Linked DNA regions of Columba livia: region 2 is linked to region 1. Evidence: chromatin contacts called from public Hi-C data. All regions are on one chromosome and are shown on one strand. The core of a region is the stretch at or near the end of the contact, and the rest is flanking DNA. Distances in the headings are between cores, read along the strand shown. Region 1 overlaps ATXN1 (ataxin 1). Region 2 overlaps ATXN1 (ataxin 1).

Region 1 (6,777 bases), core at 1,729-4,228:
GGAAATCTCCCTTTCTTTAATGATCAGCCAATGAGCTCCTGCACCCTCCAATACAAAGAAAACTAAACAAGATTAAACAATTTTGTGACTGCAGAGAGCTGATCGAATGATTATAAAGGCCACAGAGATGCTACAAAGATACCTTCCCCTGAACTTCAACATGCGCCTCCTCTGAGAGCAACAAGAAGGCAGCTGTGAAAGGAAAATCACACACGTTATCCTTGTCTGACGTCAATGAAAAAAGACAGGAATAAAAGTATTTTGATTTATGCTCTGCAGAGCTGAAAAGGACTGGGTGCCACCAGAAGAGTGGGATGGAGAGAAAGCAGAGGTGGGCTGAACGCAATCACATGTGGGTCACTGTGGGGCACCTCTCTCTCTCCCACCCGTTTGGCCAGGACTGTCACCCTACACCTGGACGAGGGCTCGCTCCAGAAAGGAAAGTAATTCCCCACCTGAACCACAGGGGCGGGTGCAGAGAGGGGAGGGTAAGGACCAGAGCCCCTGAAGGCTGTAGAGCAGCATTTTCAAACAGATTTGCATTAATACCTCATTTCACAACTACAGAAATCGCCTCAGATTCCTACTGAAAGAGTCTTGTACTCATGTTTGGGCTCACAGTCCCTAGAGCAAGACCTGCACAGGCAAAGGAGTTGGCTACGCTGATTTGTAAAAGTTTGGAACTTTTAGGATAAATCAGTACAAATGCCTACAGGACTATTACAATTTCCCAAGCAATGGCTCTTGTCCACTGACCAGAAAGGAAATATTTAGCTCCCTGCAGCGAGCCTGTTGATTTCAAAAGAAACTTAATAGCTCTGTTCCTACAAAGCAAATACAGAGCAGTCACCAGGGGCCAGCTATGCTCTCCTCTCTTCTGAAACCTGGTAAGTAACAAATGTCTGCAAATGCCACCAGCCCAGGGTTTTGATATTCTGCAGGTTTGTGGGACTGTATCCCCTGCTTCTTCCATGTTATGTGGGTCTTTTTGATTCTGCAAGTTTCTTACAGTAATTTTGTCTCCTTCAGCACACTTATGGGACAGAACAGAGTAAATAGGTTGATTTTTTTGTTTAAAAAAGAGACTGGTGGTTTTTAAGTTTCATTTATGCAGCAACTTCAGTGGTTCTAAGTTTTACAACTATAACATATTCTCTTTACTAGACAAAAGAGACTCGGAGGTCATTCTTTCCTAATGAGCGATGAAAACAAAAAAAAAAAAGAAGACTAGAGGGAAAAGGTGAGATTTTCCCTGCAACTCACTATTGCCTTTATTTAAAACAAACAAAGTCAGGACAACACAATTTGGCCTCAGTCAAGGAACTCTTAGTTCGGCTGCTATTCAAATATCCAGCGTAATTTGCAACTCTTGTTATGAAAGGGGTCATTACTTTCTTTATACATTTAATTCTACTTGTTCAAGACACACTGATGAAGCAATTAAGGCAGACGTATTACTAAAGCTGCTGTAGAATTTACAGGCTCTGTTAAGCACTTTGGTATTTCAATGAGGTGCTTAAACATAAAAATGAGAACTGTGTATTTAATACAAAAATATCAGTTAAGAATGCTGTAAAATCAGATTACTCATGACATTATCACCAACAGTAACAGAATTGTATATGCATTTTTGTGGTTGTGCGCTGTACATTCTTCAATAGCTTTCTTCTGCAGAGTTCCCATATGATAGAGATTCCAAATTTGGAAATATTCAGGCACATACCTAACTTTCAGGGAGATCAGCCTCATTAGTTTAAACAGGGTTTAACCCTTATAAATGTTAGAATGATTGCCTGTTTTCAGAATTGGACCTCATGGGGCCCATTTTCAAAAGGTAAGTGCATTACATATTTTTACTGCTGTTTCTGGGTTTGCTATTAAAGTTCTCTCCTTCCCTCTCCCATCTGCTTTTATTGCTTTTGACAGAAACATCACGACAGTCTGAGGTAAATAATGATTAATTTAATTACAAACTGCCTGTAACTTATGACGAGACCCTCCAGTCACTTACCTCAAATCATATGAGTGTTCCAACATGCAATTGTAGATCTTTTTCCCCCTCTCTCACAGGAGATGTTGCAGCCTTTTTCTGATGTTTTGCATTAAAACTCTTTCCCTGTGCTCCAGGATCTTAAACAAAAACAAAACAAGAAAACACTCAGAATGAAAATGTCAGTTCAAGTGATTGGTGGGTGGCTCAGGGGAAATCCCTGACCTTTCTGCAATGTATATTTCATTATTTAAAGCAAGTGTGATAACTCTCCCCAGCAGAAGCAGCATGAACACTCTTCTGTGGGTTGTACCTAAAAAAAAAACCACACAAAAAACCCACAACAAAAACAAACACCAAATCCCAACTATTTTAGACCACTCAAAAACATGTTATTTTTAAAATCTGCATGACAGCACACTACAAAGTATCCATTGAAAAGCACAATCCAGTATACACTAGATTCTACAAATTTATGAAGGTGAGAAGCGAAGAAAGCCCTGAGATACAAATCAGAAGAAAATTCATTGTGTAAAGTATCAAACTGTTAAACGGGGGAGCAATCGTCGGTTTGATTATTATTACTACCACTGTTATTACCACTAATAATATGTATACGGCCAACTCCCTAAATCTTCCCTGAGTTACTGTAGTATTTCTGTAGTAGCAGCATGGGGGAAGTAGTAGCCGTGCTGGAGCAGCAACGCAGCGTTAGCACCACAAAACCCAGCCCAGCTGAGGAGAGAGGAAGGAAGGGAGGAGGAGCGACCAGGCCAATGAGTAAGAGAAACTGGCAGGCCTCTAACACAATCAATTTTGACATTCTCCACCATCGCCAAAAAAGGTCTGAAGGGTTTCAAATGTTCAGCGAGTGCTGCCACCACAACACTTTCTCACCACCCCCTGTTTCGCCCTCCTCCCTCTCCCGTACCTGCAGCAAGGCAGGCCAGGAGCTGGTCAGGCACAGAAGCCTCCAAAATCAGGCTCTGGCAGCAGGAAAATCCCCTGGCTACCAGAAGCAAACGCTGCCAGCCAGTGCAGAGTTCACTTTCCCTCTGAGAGAGCGGTCTGGCATTTGCGCGGCCCCTCCGGATTACAGGCATCCCAGTTATTTCTCTACAAACAATTTTGAGGATCAACAACGATATTCATTCCTGCACTGTAAAAAGCCTGAAAGGCAAATCGTTCCCGGGGCTACACCTGTGACTACCGCCACTGAAGCCAACAAACTTTGACAACACGGCAAAGAGCAAGATTTGACCTTGTGTACATGTAAGCCAGACTACTTTGGTTTTCTTCCTCAGTTAGGACAGACAGACAGCTCTGAATAATATGTTCCATTGCTTTTAAGAAATAGAGACATTATCCACAGCCTTCTGTGGCTGTAGGTACTTCAGAAAATACAACTTTTCCAAAAGCAGTCAGAAATACAGAAATTACAGCTTTCTACATCACAGTTTATTTCTACACACCCTGCCGGAGAAAGCACAACGTAAAACTCAGAGCAAAGACCAACACACAAATAAAGGGGAAAATGGGCTTCCCTTGACATGTGCACAGAGGCTGCGCCTACGTCACCACTCCCCAAAGCTGCTCACAGTAGAAACAAATCCAAAATACTCCATTTAAACGACCCTGCTCCCCCACTCCGCCGTGCTTGTTCTCACTTACGTGGTGTTGCTGCCTGCTTCGAGGAGCCTGCTCTCACTCCACGTGAGTAAAGGTTGCAACAGCCAAGCCTGCAGACTTGCAGGAAGAGGGCACAGCCCTCTGAAGCAGTGACACAAATCCACAGAAGGCTGGAAGTTCAGCGTGAAATGAGGACACTCCATCCATGACTCATGCCACCTAGGAACCATTCTTAATTTAAGCAAAAGTGTTAAAGGGATTATTTTATGGAGTGTCACCCTGCTGAATCAACTAGGTTCTGCCTCTCGTTTTTTTTCCCTGACTCAAATACAAGGTGCCCAGGGATTCTATTTTAAAATCAAAATCGGCATAAATTCCTCCTGTTCTCACATATTTAGATTTTTAATGCTCTGATTAAAGAGACAAACAATGTTGTTTGAGGGACAGATTCCCAGCTATTCTCTAGGCTTTTTGCATGACCTATGGGCAAATGCTACAGGACACTTCCTGAAGGGCTGAAATAGCTCTGAATGACACTCAAGCTTCTACAGTGCAACTAAAGTATAAGAGTTTGGCTACTAATGCACATTGTCACTTAACCCAAATTTTCCTGTGCCTCAGTTTCCCTTTCCTCTACAGCAAAAATAACAGTATTCCCCCATCTCAGAGGGCTGACGTGAGGAATGCAACACCCACGCTGATTTAGTGGATAATCTGGTAACGTGGACAAAGTTAAAGATCTCTTAACTCATGTGGGGCTGAAACATCACATCCGCAGAAAAAGACCCTGTGAAACAAAACAAGGAGTGAGTCATCAGCACGTCCCTCAGATTGTTTTGCTGGATAGTCATTTCACTAGTACGACTCCCTTCTCCTGGGTGCTCCCAGCAAGCGTGGGGGAGACTGAATGGATTCACTGTAGTGACATAACAGCTTTACAGCTGCTGAAAAAAGGCCTATTGTAGCCCTGCATTTTACTATCTCGAGTAGCATACATTAATTTGCTGTACAGCTTCCATTACCCATCTGATCCTTATAGAAACAGGAGCAGCAAACCAAGGTTTGCCAAATTAAAATATATTTAACTGTGATGAAGGAAATGTTTGGTTTTCTAAAAAAAAGGTAGCAATTTATACAGCAGATGATAAAACACTAAAGATCCAGTGTAACAAACATACTTCAAACCAAACTGGTTCTGCTTTTTTTTTTTTCCTACCGTGAGCCAAATTTCACAATCAGAAAGCAGTGGCAGGTCTGCCACATGCACGTGTGCTTTTCCTGCAGACCCTATCTACTCGTGGCTTGCACCTCTGTGCATTTCTGGTATTTGCTCAGTAACCTGAATGGTTTCAAAAACAACTGTGAACTCAATACAGAACTACTCAGTCACATATACAAAGCCTCATTCAACAGTCAAATATGCTGGACTTGGCAAAAATCACATATGAGTAGATTTGACAGCCCATTTCTAAATGTCTTGATTTTTCTCTGTAGCGTCTGGACTCAAGTCAGGGAGGAAGGACAGTCCTGATTTAGACACATTCCTCCCAGCATCCTACTCCACTCTCCCCCTTCTGGAGAAATGAATGCAACTTCAAACAAATTACAGGAGCATTTTGTTAGCTCTTTCATTTTTCCCAGCGCCATAAATGAGGCGGTGCTTGGCTTCTCTAGCCCCCAGCAGAGCTAGATGAAATAAAAAATCTCCCTTCCTCCTCCAATACAAGTAACATTAACCCTGCCAGCTGCAAAGCAGCTGAATTCAGCCAAGGTCCCTTGAAAACAGCAGCACATCACACCTCACACATGCTGTACTGCTAACCCCTAAGAATTAAATGATGCTCGACCAGCACTTCTCCTCAAAACGTAGTACTTCCCTCAAAAGCTACAAGACTGGACAAAAATCACGAGGTCTTTTTCTCTGCCTGCTGGCTTTGGAGTCATAGGAATGCAACAGGTGTGCTGGTACACACTCAGAAGGCAGAAATAATCTGCTTTTTAAGAAAAGAAAACCTGAAATATCACGACAATAGCAACCTGATAAAATGTCACCAGTGGAACCCCTCCTTCCCCCCAGTCTTCCTTCATTTCACAGTGGTGCCTCTCTCAAACTGCTGATGGAGCTGAACACACTGAACTGATTTTCCATTCTAGTCAACTTTTATGTTCATTATGTTATTGTGACTTGATTCCAGTCAAAGCCCATGAAAAAGCCCAGTGAAAACAAAGAATCAAGTAAAGAAAAAAATAAAACCCCAGGACAAACTACATCGAAAGACTCTGCTTATATTGTTGGATTTGGGGCAGGTTTGCCCACCTCCAAGCCTGGGCAGCTGGTGGGGCTGCCAGTCTCCCTCACCATCCCCAGGGCAAGTAGTTCTGGGGTGGCCCTGGACAAAACCACCGTGGTACTGCCACATGTGACAAGACAGGGCCAAGACCAGATCAAAGTAGAGTGCTAAAATGCAATCTCATTTTGAGACTAGCTAGGAAGGACATAGAAACGGCGGCACGGGTTCTCTGCACAGCAGCCTGTCGTGGGGACAGGGACTCATTTCCCCAGTCATGCAGAAATGGGCCTGCTGCCCTCCCTTGCCCCTGCCAAGGATCTGGCAGGCTCAGGCACATGTTCCCACTCAGTATTTACTCTTTTTCTTGCCTTCTGCTCATAAGCACGAACACCATAAACTCCCCTCTTTTCTTAATAGCCAAGAGTGACTTCATCGAACAATTTTTGGAGCAAGGACTGCCGGCACTCACTCCCTACCCCCATGGCTCGTGTCAGCCTGTTTATCATTAAAAGGTGACGCAGAGCCACACTCTCCCGCTTGCCCAGAGGGGTGTTAGGTCTTTCCAAGTCGTAATCGGCCCGGCCTCACCAGGTGCTGACCTCAGACTCACCTGGCACCCTCTTAAGTGCCTCCATATCCCAGCATCTGAGCACAGCACACAGGTCTGAAAGAGACTGACCGCAGTGCAAGCCAGCAGCTCCCTCCCATGGCAGGTGACCCTGCCATACAGCCACCTGCCCTCACCATGGCACAACCCTCCTCAGCTTCCCAGGAGAACCAAGAGTCCCAAGAGATGAAGAGCTGAATACCCTCCACCCAGACTCTCGATGGCCAAGCCAGTCTGGACAGTAACTTCCTTCTGTAAAA
Region 2 (6,777 bases), core at 1,341-3,840, 50 kb after region 1:
GATGCTTACTATAAACCTTCTTCTACCCACCTCAATTTTCCTTAGGGCCCTTTCTGGCTGTACTCTAACAGATAATAACACCTGAATTGTAGTGTCATGTAACAAATGTCATACTTCCACTCAGGAATTACTTTAATTCACTCAGTCCCTACACACTGTATTCCCCCTGAAGCTGCTGCTGAGCTGCAATCAAAATAAACTGGCCAATAAGTGGTAGGACGTACTCATACTGGTTTGTATCATTCTCACAGATGAAGACCAGGCACCGGGACTGAGTTACTCTGTCACCTTGTGCAAATATGGAACAATATACAGATTTTTACTCCTTCTTCATTCCTTCCAGTATTGTAGTATCACATATATTTTAAGTCAATATTTAACACATCTACCCAAACCCATAGTGCAATTTTAAACTATAGATTATTGGTCCATAAGATCCATCATCATCCTCTTTCCCCATAAAATAGAACACAGACCCCAAAACATATTACAGAGACTGCAATGCTGTGTCACTTACCTCCCCACAATTTAATTCATCAGCTGTCAAGTTCACAAAGGAAATCACAAGTGATTTCCAAGGCTGTATCATTAATAATAAAAATATCAGGCCAGATCACAGCAGAGATCCAAGAAAATTTAGGAAGACTGGTAGCAGGAAATTTGAAAATCATCCCTGATTCACAGAGGAGATAGACAAGACCTAACCAAAGAGGTGAAACAGCTTCACAGTTCTACAAACCAGGAGATGCAAAGGAAGAAGCATTTGACCAGATCTACTAGTTCATCTTTGACTACTTCATCATCAAGTGTTGCTCACAACAGAGTCAGGCTAACTCGCATCAGGGTAGCTGGTGGAGAAAAAGGGAAAGAGAATCCAGAGGAAGGAAATACAAAATCTAGGATGTTAGTTCTCTTATTTGTAATAAAGTACAGGGTAAGGTACAGTTTCATTTGGGTGTCAGGGAGACAACAGCAGTTATCAGCAATCTCTACCATATGTTAATGAGTTGGTTTTAAACTAGATGTTCAACTCTTAAGCCATTAGTATGAAGTTAAAATCTTGTATTAACTGAATGACCACGCTCACAATATTCATACGGTACTCTTTTTACTTGCACAAATATTGACAGAAATATCTGTATCAGCATCTCTGGGCCCAAACATTTTACTCAAAAGTTCAATCTCAATTAATAAGAACATTGCCTCCGTTTGTTGAGGCAAGAAATAGTCCTGAGCCAAATCTGTAGTCCTTGGGCACAATCTCTTCTGAAGTCACAGGCAATGCTGCCTGAGCCAGTCTTTGGGGAAATGCTACTAGGTCTGAAGCGGAAGGTGGACAGAAGGTGGTTTGGGCAATCCACAGGCAGACACACCACCTCTGGGCAGGTGGGTGAAGACCAGGCCGATTCACCATCCAGCAGCAATTTGGCTGCCTCTGTAAAATGAATCTGACACCGCTGCTCAGGATACAGGTCCCTCCACAACAGCTATGATGGTCTGTAGAATGATCTGCCAAGGACAACTCCCAGGTGTGTAAGTGAACCTTTCAGATGGCAGGTGAGGCATTCTGCTCACAGTCATATTCCTTTACTGATTCTTATGCAAGATTTGTTTTCAGCAACGCATATAACAGCACAACCTGAGATATCTTGAGTCATTAAAAAAAAATAAACAGGATCAAAAATAAATTTAAAAAAAACCACAAAAAAACAGAAAAATGGTTCAATGACCTTCTGTTTGTTTTTGGTTTATTTTACTATCCTCCTTACTTAACTGTATTTTATAAAAAAAATCAAAATTTTATCTTTTACCTTCTTGTATCTTTTCTTTTAAAACATGACACATTTTGTAGAAAGAAAAAAAATCCAAGAAGCAAAATATAACTTATTTTTGTATTAAAAAAAAATTAAAAGCAATCACCCAAGCTACAGCAAAAATACAGACAGATAGAAAGCAACTGTGTTCATATTCAAATTCTGTACTTTAGGCCATCTTTGATCAACTTGATTAATATTCTTTTCAAAAGATTTTATAGCTGGTGTACTTCATGAACACAATTAAAGCAGATTAATCTGTTCTGAATTCTGTGTTTCATAAATTACTGTTCCTCTGATTAATTTTACAAAAAACACATGTAACTATGTAAAAATGCGTTTTTCTCATTGATAAAACAAGCCTGTGACACAGCTTCAGTACTGGCCAAAAGATATCACTGTAAATATCTAATAAATCAGCAAGCCTGATGATGCAATGTCATGTGGGCTAATACACAAAATACTACCACTTCTTACTCAAGTAGGAGAAAGCCCAGTTCTCAGCTTACAGCACCAGCTTGGCCAAAATGCAATTCTTCAGGTAGCAGCATCTATGGGATAATGCCACCAGCTAGTCAAAGGGACTGCAGCTGATCCACAAACCTGCCTCTACTGAAGCCAACAACAAGATTTTAATCAAATTCAAACAGCACGGTTTCACACAGCTGAATTTCAGAGATGCTGGGTCTGAACAGGACCCATCTGACTCCTGATCTGCAGGAGAGACTGACTTTGACCTCTCCCAGGACTACCATGAGCAGCCTGAGGTCACTTCACCCCATAAATCCCCTCGGCTGGCGCTGCAGCTGAGCGTCGCTGAACGCAGGTACCCTCTGGGAACACTGGGATGTTGTAATTAGCAGCGAGACTTGTAATGCATTCCCTGGCTAGAAACAAGGGTTGCTGTGGCCACTAGAGTAAAAGAATGTGAAAAGGGACTGGGGAAGAATTAAAAACAAAACAAAACAAATCGAACAGGTAACAGTGGAGAAAACACAGTGATAATCTATTTAAATATAATAACTCATATTAATACAACAACTATCAGTATCAGCTGAACTGTCAAACAGGTATTACAAGAAACAGTGGGTTTTTTTTTTTAATAATAACATTTCCTTTAAATTATTATTTCAGTGGAGAGGAGAACTGATACACAGGAGATATCCCTGACACAAGCTTCTGCTTCTTGACGTCTAAATTATGCTAGGGTTTGGGGTTGGGTTTTTTTTGGAGAAATGAAGTATTTAACATCCTGTTTGCAGTGCAACACTAATCTAAACCCCTCTTTTATTTTTTGTCAAATGCTGCATCCCTCACGTTAAGCTTACCATTAACTGTGAGCTGTTAACATGTCTTAGTGCGGTTTCAGTGCTCCTATGGCAAGGCTAAACAGCATTTAGAATACAATGATATCCCCAGGCCTGCACTGTAGTTTCTGAAGCACAGATTAAGCACGGTATTCTGCTCAACAAGCTCATCACTGTTAAGTAACTCATCAGAAAATAAAGAGGGAATTATCAAATGGGAATTGCCAAGTAATTAGTTCTCTGAAGCAGATGACATACAACTGTTAAAGGGAGGGGCTTCCCTGTTAGTCATATGTCAGAGTAGAGCCTACTAATCTGTAAATAAAAATGTATTACATATGATTCGTGCTATGGGTTTTTAACCACTAGTGGTAGATGGAGAATAAACTTACAACTTCTTCTAGTACATTTATCTACTAGGATTTTTTTCCCTCTTGTATACACTGAATTTTCAAACCATTCTGGATCTACTTGCTGTCAAGAGTATCTGGGGAAAGCTCTTAACATGACACAGTAACAGGTAGGGGATGAGCTCAGGGGCTAAGGAAGAGGAGAAACACTTTTACTATCATACTAGTTTGAAAAATCACTCTCTACTCAGTTACTACACTTAGCACTGAAAAGGAACAGCACCAATGAGAAAATGTTCACTAGCATAAAAATTCCCAGAATGGGAAAGGAGGATTAAGGCCAGCTTTTTGAAATTATTCTTCTCCGTTAAAGACTAACTTTCTCTAAGTAGCTGGCCTCACAGAAATGCTACATTTACAAAACTACAAGGGCCTTCACGCGTGGGTACCTGACAAACAAAAATGTGGTAACAGTCACAACCACGCTCCAATATGAGTGAGAAACATTTCAACATTTGCACTTTTTATAGAGCAAAGAGTGACTCAATAAATCCTTAAGTCAGGTTTGCAGCTAGTCCCAAAATGGGTTGATCGCTGCTAAGTAACTGATCAGAAAATAAAGAAGGATTTTTCAGACTTGGGGGTTGCCTCCATCGCAGCATTTCACCAGGAAGAACTCTTCAGCTAACACACTCAAACCCAGACGCTGCCACTCGGGCTAACTTTCAACCAAAACCATACCCCTGGTACTGAGGGCTAACTGTGACCCAAAACCACACCTCTGGCACCAAGGCATGGCAAAACCCACCAGTATGACCCTGCTCAACACACACAGCTGAGGGGAGGGCGGGAGGAGGGTGCACACGGATGCTGAGGCTCATACACAGCCAAATGTCGCAGCGAGTCATCTCACCGCCTTCAGCCCCCAGCACCTAGAAGTTCTCCGTCTCTCTGATATACTACTCTAATATCCGAAAGACCGTGCTTTAAAGTGACACCAACAAGTTACAGCACGTGGGACAGCAAGTCTCTTATTCCACTTGCAGATATATACTTTTAAAACAGAAGCGGGAAGGTGAATCAAACCTCAGATCTTGGCTTATATTGTTAGGAACACACGCCCCGTGTTTTTATGTAGAAAGAACACTACACCCAACTCCATTTACACTTTAAACTGTTACAAAACTGCCAATCAGTCAGACATCAGATCTCCAGCATCTGCTGAAGGAACAACAGAGCAAAAATGTGAAAGATCAGGGCTGAGGTGATGTAGTAGGGCTGAGGGGATGGCAAAGCCTCATTTCTAACATGTCAGTCTGCACTCACATCACTTTGTGTAATTTACCTTACAGTTATTCACCTACATACAAAACAAACAATTAAAAAAAAAAAATCTAATTGCTATCCAATTATACCTAGTACATATCACCTGTGCTACTAATACATTCAAAATCTCCATAATGTACCTTCTTTTAGCCCTACAGCCATTATAGTAGGCCTTAGTGAACAGTATGAGAAGGAAGAAATAAAAACAGCTCGGATAAAAGGACATCAATGTTGCAGTCAAAAAGCCACCACTGGACACACTAATATAGAGATGGATTAGCTCTTTTTATGTTCACTACAAAGTATTTTAAAAGGACAGATTGTTGTCCATTTACAGGGAGTAGTAGCCAGAAGTCTGCAGGAAAGAGAAATTATGTCTTACATAAAGAATAAGTCACATTAGGTAGTGTACAAACTTACTTACGGAAAATTCAGCAAAAAAAAAAAAGTTCTTACAAATGGGCTGCAGCTGTAAATTCAACCCAATACTATAGTATGATGAACAGATACCAAGTGACTCAACAGTGGAAAAGATTAATAAGAACTTTTTACTTGTTAAAATATCCAGTGTCTCACACAAAATCCTGTCAACACAACTGTTTAAAAGAAAGCATTGAGTCCTTTGCCTACGTGGAAGGAGGAAGTGCACACTCTGAACAAATAAAAATAACTCTATGTTTCATAGAGCAGGCTAAAATCAACTAAAGTCATGATTAAAAAAAAAAATAAATAAAGCCATATATCTATTTATTTAATTAATTTTACTTTTACTGATCCTTATTCAGGCAGGATGCTTAGAAGGCTCTGCAAGGAGGCTGGCTGAACCGGAAGGGTGACCACACCACCACACCTGGAGTTTGCACGCAACAGCAACATTACTCCCCGAAGCCATGTGAGTCCTCATGCGAGTAAAGCCGTGAGCACACATGTAGGGCCATCAGGCCCTAAGTAAGGTTTCTGAGATCTGATTTTGCATGCGTTCAAACGCGTCTCACGTTTGGTCCCTCAGACAGACTCTGTGGTAATAACCCAGGTCTGCCTGAAATGGAGAGGGGCTGTCATGACCTTTACCCTGAAACAAATGCGAAAGCGGGAAGTACAATGGATCTGAGTGTGGGATGCTCCATCTCCAGCTGCAGGACCTCCCCGTGGCTGCACGGCACCTGGTCACGTTTCTTTCACATGTCACTACCGTGAACTCCCACCTGGTACACCCAGTGACGGAGAGATTTATAAGCAGGCAGCCTCTACCCCAATAACTTTTATTTCACTTATTTGGCTGTACAGTGTGCCTTGATCGTTCTCTATAGAAAATGAGAACTAACTAACGAGGCCAACAGAGGTACCCCAAACTCAGTGACTAAAATGTCCAACAAGAAAAAATAGAAGCCAAAACAAATCTTATCTAAGGTCCTAAAACACAACACTGTACTTCAAGCTGCTCTGGTACAGAAAAAGGTGGTATAGTACTATGCACTTGTCATGCCTCTGCACCCGATTTAAATAGGTTATATTTTTATCAAAAATATTTGCTTAACATCTACTACACTCTTTTTCAGGCAATCATAAGAAATGCTAGATGCTAAAACACTCGAGGTGACTTCACAGTACATTGTGGATAACACGATTTGATTATTCATAGGATTTGACCACTACACTATGAACTATTACTTCTTCTAATTGATACATATAAGCCTTTCCTGTAGTAATCACTTCTGCAAATAAATACAATTTCATACAAGGCACGAGCTAATTCTGAAAAAAATGAAACGCTTTGGGGGAATCATAATGTCATAACAAAAAGCTTTCTTCGATTCAATCTCCCAAGTCAATAGCTGCTACCAAGTCAGTTTTCTTCCAAAATGGAAAGACTAAATGTGTCAGCGCACGGGCACTTTGTCTGGTTTTTCACTCTCAAGAAATTCTTATTGCTCCGAAGAGATATAGTGGTTACAATCCACCCCCACCATCCAAGCTCAT

The links. Hi-C and Micro-C count contacts between places; a contact is called where the count stands out from the background.
Region 2: a contact with region 1 is called in a Hi-C map of liver, with 1.6 times the contacts expected there. The contact joins two enhancer-like sites. A contact is called at or near these places in 2 of 2 Hi-C or Micro-C datasets (crop and liver).

What each region holds. Positions count from the first base shown.
Region 1 is chr2:68,667,378-68,674,154 of bColLiv1.pat.W.v2, forward strand. It overlaps ATXN1 (ataxin 1), which reads right to left. Exons shown (of 12, transcript XM_065052371.1): 9 at 2,012-2,130. Among named protein-coding and RNA genes, the nearest start is that of STMND1, 180 kb to the right of the region's middle. Within about 2 kb of position 2,979, at least 1 of the 3 cell types and tissues checked has an H3K27ac peak away from gene starts, as active enhancers do.
Region 2 is chr2:68,717,346-68,724,122 of bColLiv1.pat.W.v2, forward strand. All of the region lies in intron 8 of ATXN1 (ataxin 1), which reads right to left. Among named protein-coding and RNA genes, the nearest start is that of STMND1, 130 kb to the right of the region's middle. Within about 2 kb of position 2,591, at least 1 of the 3 cell types and tissues checked has an H3K27ac peak away from gene starts, as active enhancers do.